2 separate regions of the Ovis aries genome follow, and region 2 is linked to region 1. A link is a contact called in public Hi-C data. All regions are on one chromosome and are shown on one strand. The core of a region is the stretch at or near the end of the contact, and the rest is flanking DNA. Distances in the headings are between cores, read along the strand shown. Region 1 holds the start of LOC121819227. Region 2 holds the start of RAD52 (RAD52 homolog, DNA repair protein).

The links. A called contact is a pair of places that touch in the nucleus more often than the background predicts.
Region 2: a contact with region 1 is called in a Hi-C map of hypothalamus, with 4 times the contacts expected there. The contact joins the promoter of RAD52 here to the promoter of LOC121819227 in region 1. A contact is called at or near these places in 2 of 16 Hi-C or Micro-C datasets (hypothalamus and liver).

The regions. Positions count from the first base shown.
Region 1 is chr3:213,413,086-213,415,734 of ARS-UI_Ramb_v3.0, forward strand. It overlaps LOC121819227, which reads right to left and starts at 1,339. Exons shown (of 2, transcript XM_042247690.2): 1 at 798-1,339; 2 at 1-716. The coding sequence starts at 1,134. The coding sequence ends at 307. WNK1 (WNK lysine deficient protein kinase 1) reads left to right here and starts at 1,565. Exons shown (of 25, transcript XM_060413505.1): 1 at 1,565-2,649. The coding sequence starts at 2,334.
Region 2 is chr3:213,563,283-213,565,931 of ARS-UI_Ramb_v3.0, forward strand. It overlaps RAD52 (RAD52 homolog, DNA repair protein), which reads right to left and starts at 1,305. Exons shown (of 10, transcript XM_060413511.1): 1 at 1,208-1,305.

The DNA.
Region 1 (2,649 bases), core at 89-2,588:
ATGAAGACAAACCACTTAATACACTGTAATGATATTTACCATTACCAAAGCAAGTGAGGGGATAGTCTCTAAAACAATGGAATGCGAACACTAAGACTTCAGTGGCCCCTACTGAACTGTTTTAAAATGTTCATAATCTGCTAGCTTCATGAAACCTAACAACCGCTGGCTTTAAAACAAACTTTTTTGTATACCTAAAGGGTAGCTTCTGATTAAAAACATTAAATAAAATAGTGTAACTGTTTTACGTATCAGATAAATCACTCTGGATTGTAGAGCCAGACTTCCCTCTCTCTTAAGTGGAGCTCATGCAGCTAGCTTTGGGCATTTGCTAGGAAACGAAGCGCTAACGAATCTTCCGTCCGGCTGCTTCCAACCGCTACTCTTCCAGTGTGGCCGCGCGGCCCGTGCGCTCCGCAGCCGGTCCGCCGCGGGCGCGGGGCCGGAGCCGGAGCTAGAGCCCCGGCGGAGCGCACGCGCGCTCGGAGCCGTTGCGCACGTTTCTGTGCTTCCCGCTCCTACCGTTGGGCTTAAGACTTTCAACCGCCGTCTGGGTCCGGCTTCCTGCTCCGTTGGGTGCCCCCTGGTGCTCATCACCTGCACCATCTTGAGTGGCGGCTGCGCGGAGCTAGGGGTCCAGGGAGCCCGAGGATGCTTTCGAGAAAGCCTCACGTCCAAAGCCGGGGTGTCGATCACACGGGCACACTCAGGCACCTCTAAAGGAAGAGGGAGGCTGTTTTCACTAAGCACCAAGAGAGACAGGAGCAGATTAAGTTTCATCCAAGTCAACTCAGCACCTTCAAGTTTGTGGTAAAAGCCGCAAAGATACGTAGACCTTGTTTCTTCTCGAACCCACCCCCTCCCGCGCGCTGTGCGCTTTTTCCGGGCGGAGTTCGCTGTGACCCTTGACTGCAGTGGGGCGGCCGGTCTCTGCGAGTCAGAGGATCTGTCCTGGGCTTGGAGCCCAGGATGCGGCCTTAAGTGCCGTGGAAGGGAGCTTCCCCCCTCCCCCAGCCAATCAGTGTTATGCACAAAGTCTGTGGCCCGAGCAGAGGGGTCCGGCTCCTCCCGGCTCTCCGCCCACACTCCGGTCGCGACACCGTATTTAAATAGGAACAGCAGCTCGTTTTCCATCCATGGCAATCCCAAGAGCTCGCTCTCGCCTCAGTACAGCATGGTGGGAGCCTCTCCCCTCTTCCTGAGTCCTTCTCCTGTTTTTCTCTTCCCTTCTTCCACAATTAATGCCTAAGTCATGCTTTTCCTAGCTAGCGCCCACTAAAGGATAAGGCTTAGCGACCCGCGGTGACGCTCCCATCCGCTTTCCAGAAGAGGCGGTTTCAAAGGGAACTACAGCTCCCGTGGGGCCTCAGGCTAAGCCACCGCAGGGCATCACGGGAGTCGTAGGCGTCTTCCTGCTCTGTCCCGTTCATTCCTCAAGGTGTCAACTACAAGTCCCAGAGGGTCTCGGGGCGAGACAGCCTGCGCGAGAGCCCCGCGAGCGGAGTGGGGGTGGGGCGCCCCGGGCGGCGGGGGGCGGGGCCCGAGCGGGCTGTGTGGAGGCTTCAGATTCCCGGCGCCATTTAGCGCGGAGTTTCGCCGGCGGACGCGGCTGTTCTTCCGCGGCCTCTCTGCACTCATCTCCGTGACAGAAGGCGCCCGACCGGGTGACTGCCCTTACTTCTCCCGGCCCTCCTCGGCCCGGAGGAGCACCGGGCTCGGGCCCTCCCCCACCGGCTCTCCCTCCGTCAGCCCCCGGCCCCGGCCCGGAGAGGAAGGGGTCCGCCCGGCCCGGGGCGGGCGGTGAGGCCCGGGGCCGGGGGCCGCTCCTCCGTGTTGCGCTTCGGCTCCTCGCGTTGGGCAATGGGCGGCCTCTGAGGCCGTCCAGCAGGGCGGGGAGGAGGAGCGGCCGCCCGCCTGGCCGCGAGCCCCAGCGCGGCCTCGCCCGCCTCCGCGCCGAGCGGCAGCCGCTCGGGGGTCCAGCCCGCCCCGGGCCGCAGCGGTGGAGAGCCAGCCGCCGCCTCCTTGACTCGGTGCGGGCCGCCGCGCCGCCCCCATGACCGCGCGCCCCCGGCGCTCCAGCCCGCCCGTCCGCCGCTCGCCGCACGATGGGTGCGGGCCGTGAGGCGCCAGCCCCCGTGCCTCCGCCCCGCCGCCGCCCCCGACAAGCGCGCCTCGAGAGCCGCAGCGGCCGCCGCAGCCGGGCCCGCGGGCCCGCCTCCCGCTCGGGCCGCCGAGTCAGTGCCGAGTGAGGGGCCGTCGTCCCGCCGCCCCGGGCCGGCCCCCTTCTTCCGCGAACTCGAGCCGCCCGCCTCGCTCTCGCTCCCGTTCCCACAATGTCTGGCGGCGCCGCCGACCAGCAGAGCAGCGCGCCGGGCTCGCTGTTCCTCTCGCCGCCGGCGCCTGCCCCCAAGAATGGCTCCAGCTCGGACTCCTCGGTGGGGGAGAAACTGGGCGCCGCAGCGGCCGATGCCGCAGCCGGCCGGACGGAGGAGTACCGGCGTCGCCGCCATACCATGGACAAGGACAGCCGGGGGGCGGCCGCGACCACCACCACGGAGCACCGCTTCTTCCGCCGCAGCGTCATCTGCGACTCCAACGCTACGGCGCTGGAGCTGCCCGGCCTCCCTCTGCCGCTGCCTCAGCCCGGCG
Region 2 (2,649 bases), core at 55-2,554, 150 kb after region 1:
TTGTTACACAACCTTATGTGCACGATCTCCTGCGAGCGAAACTGGAAAATTGTAAAGAATTACAGAATTAAAGAATCTTTCAATCATTTTTTAAAAAATGTGCTAAAGAAACAGTGGAATCACGAATAAAAAGTTTAAACTGGCACTGAAGGACAACGAGGCCGCTGGTTTACAGTCCGAAACAAGCAGGCAGAGGTGAGGCCTGCCGGACTTCGGCAGGGACAGCGCGAGGGTCACCCAGCACACCAGCCAGGCGCCCTGAGCACTGGTTCTGTTAGGGGACCGGTCCGTGAACACACAAAACACCGAAGACGCGCTAGGTCTGCTTGGATATGAGCTCCCCCGTCCCCCGGCTCTGCTACATCATCCGTCCGCTCATGTCCAGCCCACCTGGTGCCCATCACTGGACGGCCGGCCTGGCGGCGTCTCCAGCGAGCCCCGCACACGAAGGCTGCTTTGCCCGTGACCGCCAAGGGTCCAGGAGTGCCGCACTGAGAACAGAAAATTGTACAAACCTTCCCGAAGCAACCGGACCCGAGGCTGCCGAAACGCCTGAGCCGGGCCCGGAGCTTCAGGATGGGGGAGAATTTAGATTTCAGAGGTTTGTGCCTCGGTCTGTGAGTCCCCGGGGGGAACAGACCTTAAACGGGCTCGGAGACCAAAAAGCGCAAAAGCCCAAACGCCCATCAGTTAACGGAGAAAGAAAGCAAGGTTCCCCCTCGACGAAACGCCGCCGAGCGGCCGAGGACCGAGGAGCGCCGACCCGGGCCGGACCAGGTGAGCCGCGTCCGCTAACGAGCTGGCGGGGCTCTGGGCGACCCACACGCTCCGCACCAGCGGCGACTGCGGCCCGGCCCGGCGAACGCGCCGAAGGCGCGCAGCGGGTCTCTTCAGACCGAGGGATTCCACCGTGTTTGGATCCTGGCTCGGTTGTTTGAAAGCGCCACAAGGGCTGACTACACGCTGACCTGTCAAACCCCGCCGAGACGCCAACGCCTTCCGGGCCGCAGCCGCTGCCGCCTGGGGCCCGTCGGCGGACCCGCCCTCGGTCCCCGCCCCGGGCATCACTGACCCCGCGGTCCCGGCCCTGGCCGCCCGCTCGCTCGCCCGGCCCGGCGCCCTCACGGCTTATCACACACCGCTGGGCGCGGGACCGCTAAGCCGGGACCCGCGAGGCGAGCTCCCGCCCGGCGGCGACTCCACTTACGCGCCTCAGCCGCGCAGAGCGGACAGGGCTCTGTTCAGACTGAACGCGCAGAAACTCGCTGGGGCACGGCCGCCTGGAGACTCCTGGGAAGAAGGTCTGGGGAGACCGCGCGGACGGAGGAGGCCTGAACGTGCGGAAGGGCACTAAGCACGGCAGCGCAGAGGACTCTGGGAAGAAGGTCTGGGCGTGACCACACGAGCGGAGGCTGTCTGACCGTGCGGAAGGGCCCTAGGCACGATCCGCAGAGGAACCTGAGGAAATCAAGGCGAGACCACGCGCCGAAAGGCGATAGGCACTGCCGCGCAGAGGATCCTGGGAAGAAGGTCTGGCAGAAACAGCGACAGCGGGGGGTGGCTTCAACACGCAGAAGGGCGCTTGAACGGCCGCGCAGAGGACTCTGGGAAGAAGGTTTCGGAGACACTGCAACGGAGGAGGAGGCCTGAGGGGCACGCAGAGGACCATGGGAAGAAGGTCTTGGCGACAACGCCCCGAGGCTGGGCGGCCCGAACCCGATCCTGCTTAGGATGGCTGAGCAGAGGACTGTGGGAACGGAGTAGGTCCAACTGAACTCTCCCCGGACCACTGTGGGGCATAGGAAGAGGAACCGCGAGTCAAGTCAGCAGATGGGAGCAGAGCCATCTGTTGAGAGCCGTCAAGCAAGGTGGCAGTGCGACCCGAACCTCCGTGCCGGCCGCTCGGCTCCCGCATGCCCTGCGCCGCCGTGTCCTCTGCTGCCCCCTGGCGCCCTGCGAGCTCGCGGCACCGACCTCTGCGCCCCAAGCCCAGCAAGGACTGCGCGGGTTGCTTGGCGCCCCCGGTGCATCCAGGCTGCTGTGGTCGTCAGAGCCCGGCAGGGACTGCAGGGGGACTGGCCCTCCGAAACACCCCCCCTGCCGCTGGGTCCCCAGGCCAATGGACTGGTTTCAAATTGGGAAAACACACACACACACACGTCTCTTAGTCGTGTCCCACTCTTTGCGACCCCATGGATTGTAGCCTACCAGGCTCCTCGGTCCATGGCATTTTCCAGGCATGAATACTGGAGTGGGTTGCCGTTTCCTTCTCCATCAAATTAGGAAAGGAGTATTTCAAGGCTGTATACTATCACCCTGCTTATTTAACTTATATGCAGAGTCCATCATGTGAAATGCCAGGCTGGATGAATCACAAGCTGGAATCAAGATTTCCGGGAGAAACATCAACAACCTCAGATATGCAGGTGGTATCACCCTTATGGCAGAATGACTTCCTTGGTGGCTCAGACGGTAAAAGCGTCTGCCTACAGTGCTGGAGACCTGGGTTCGATCCCTGAGTCGGGAAGATCCTCTGGAGAAGGAAATGGCAACCCACTCCAGTACTCGTGCCTGGAAAATCCCAGGGACGCAGAAGCCTCGTAGGCTCCTATCCATGGGGTCACAAAGAGTCAGACACGACTGAGCGAC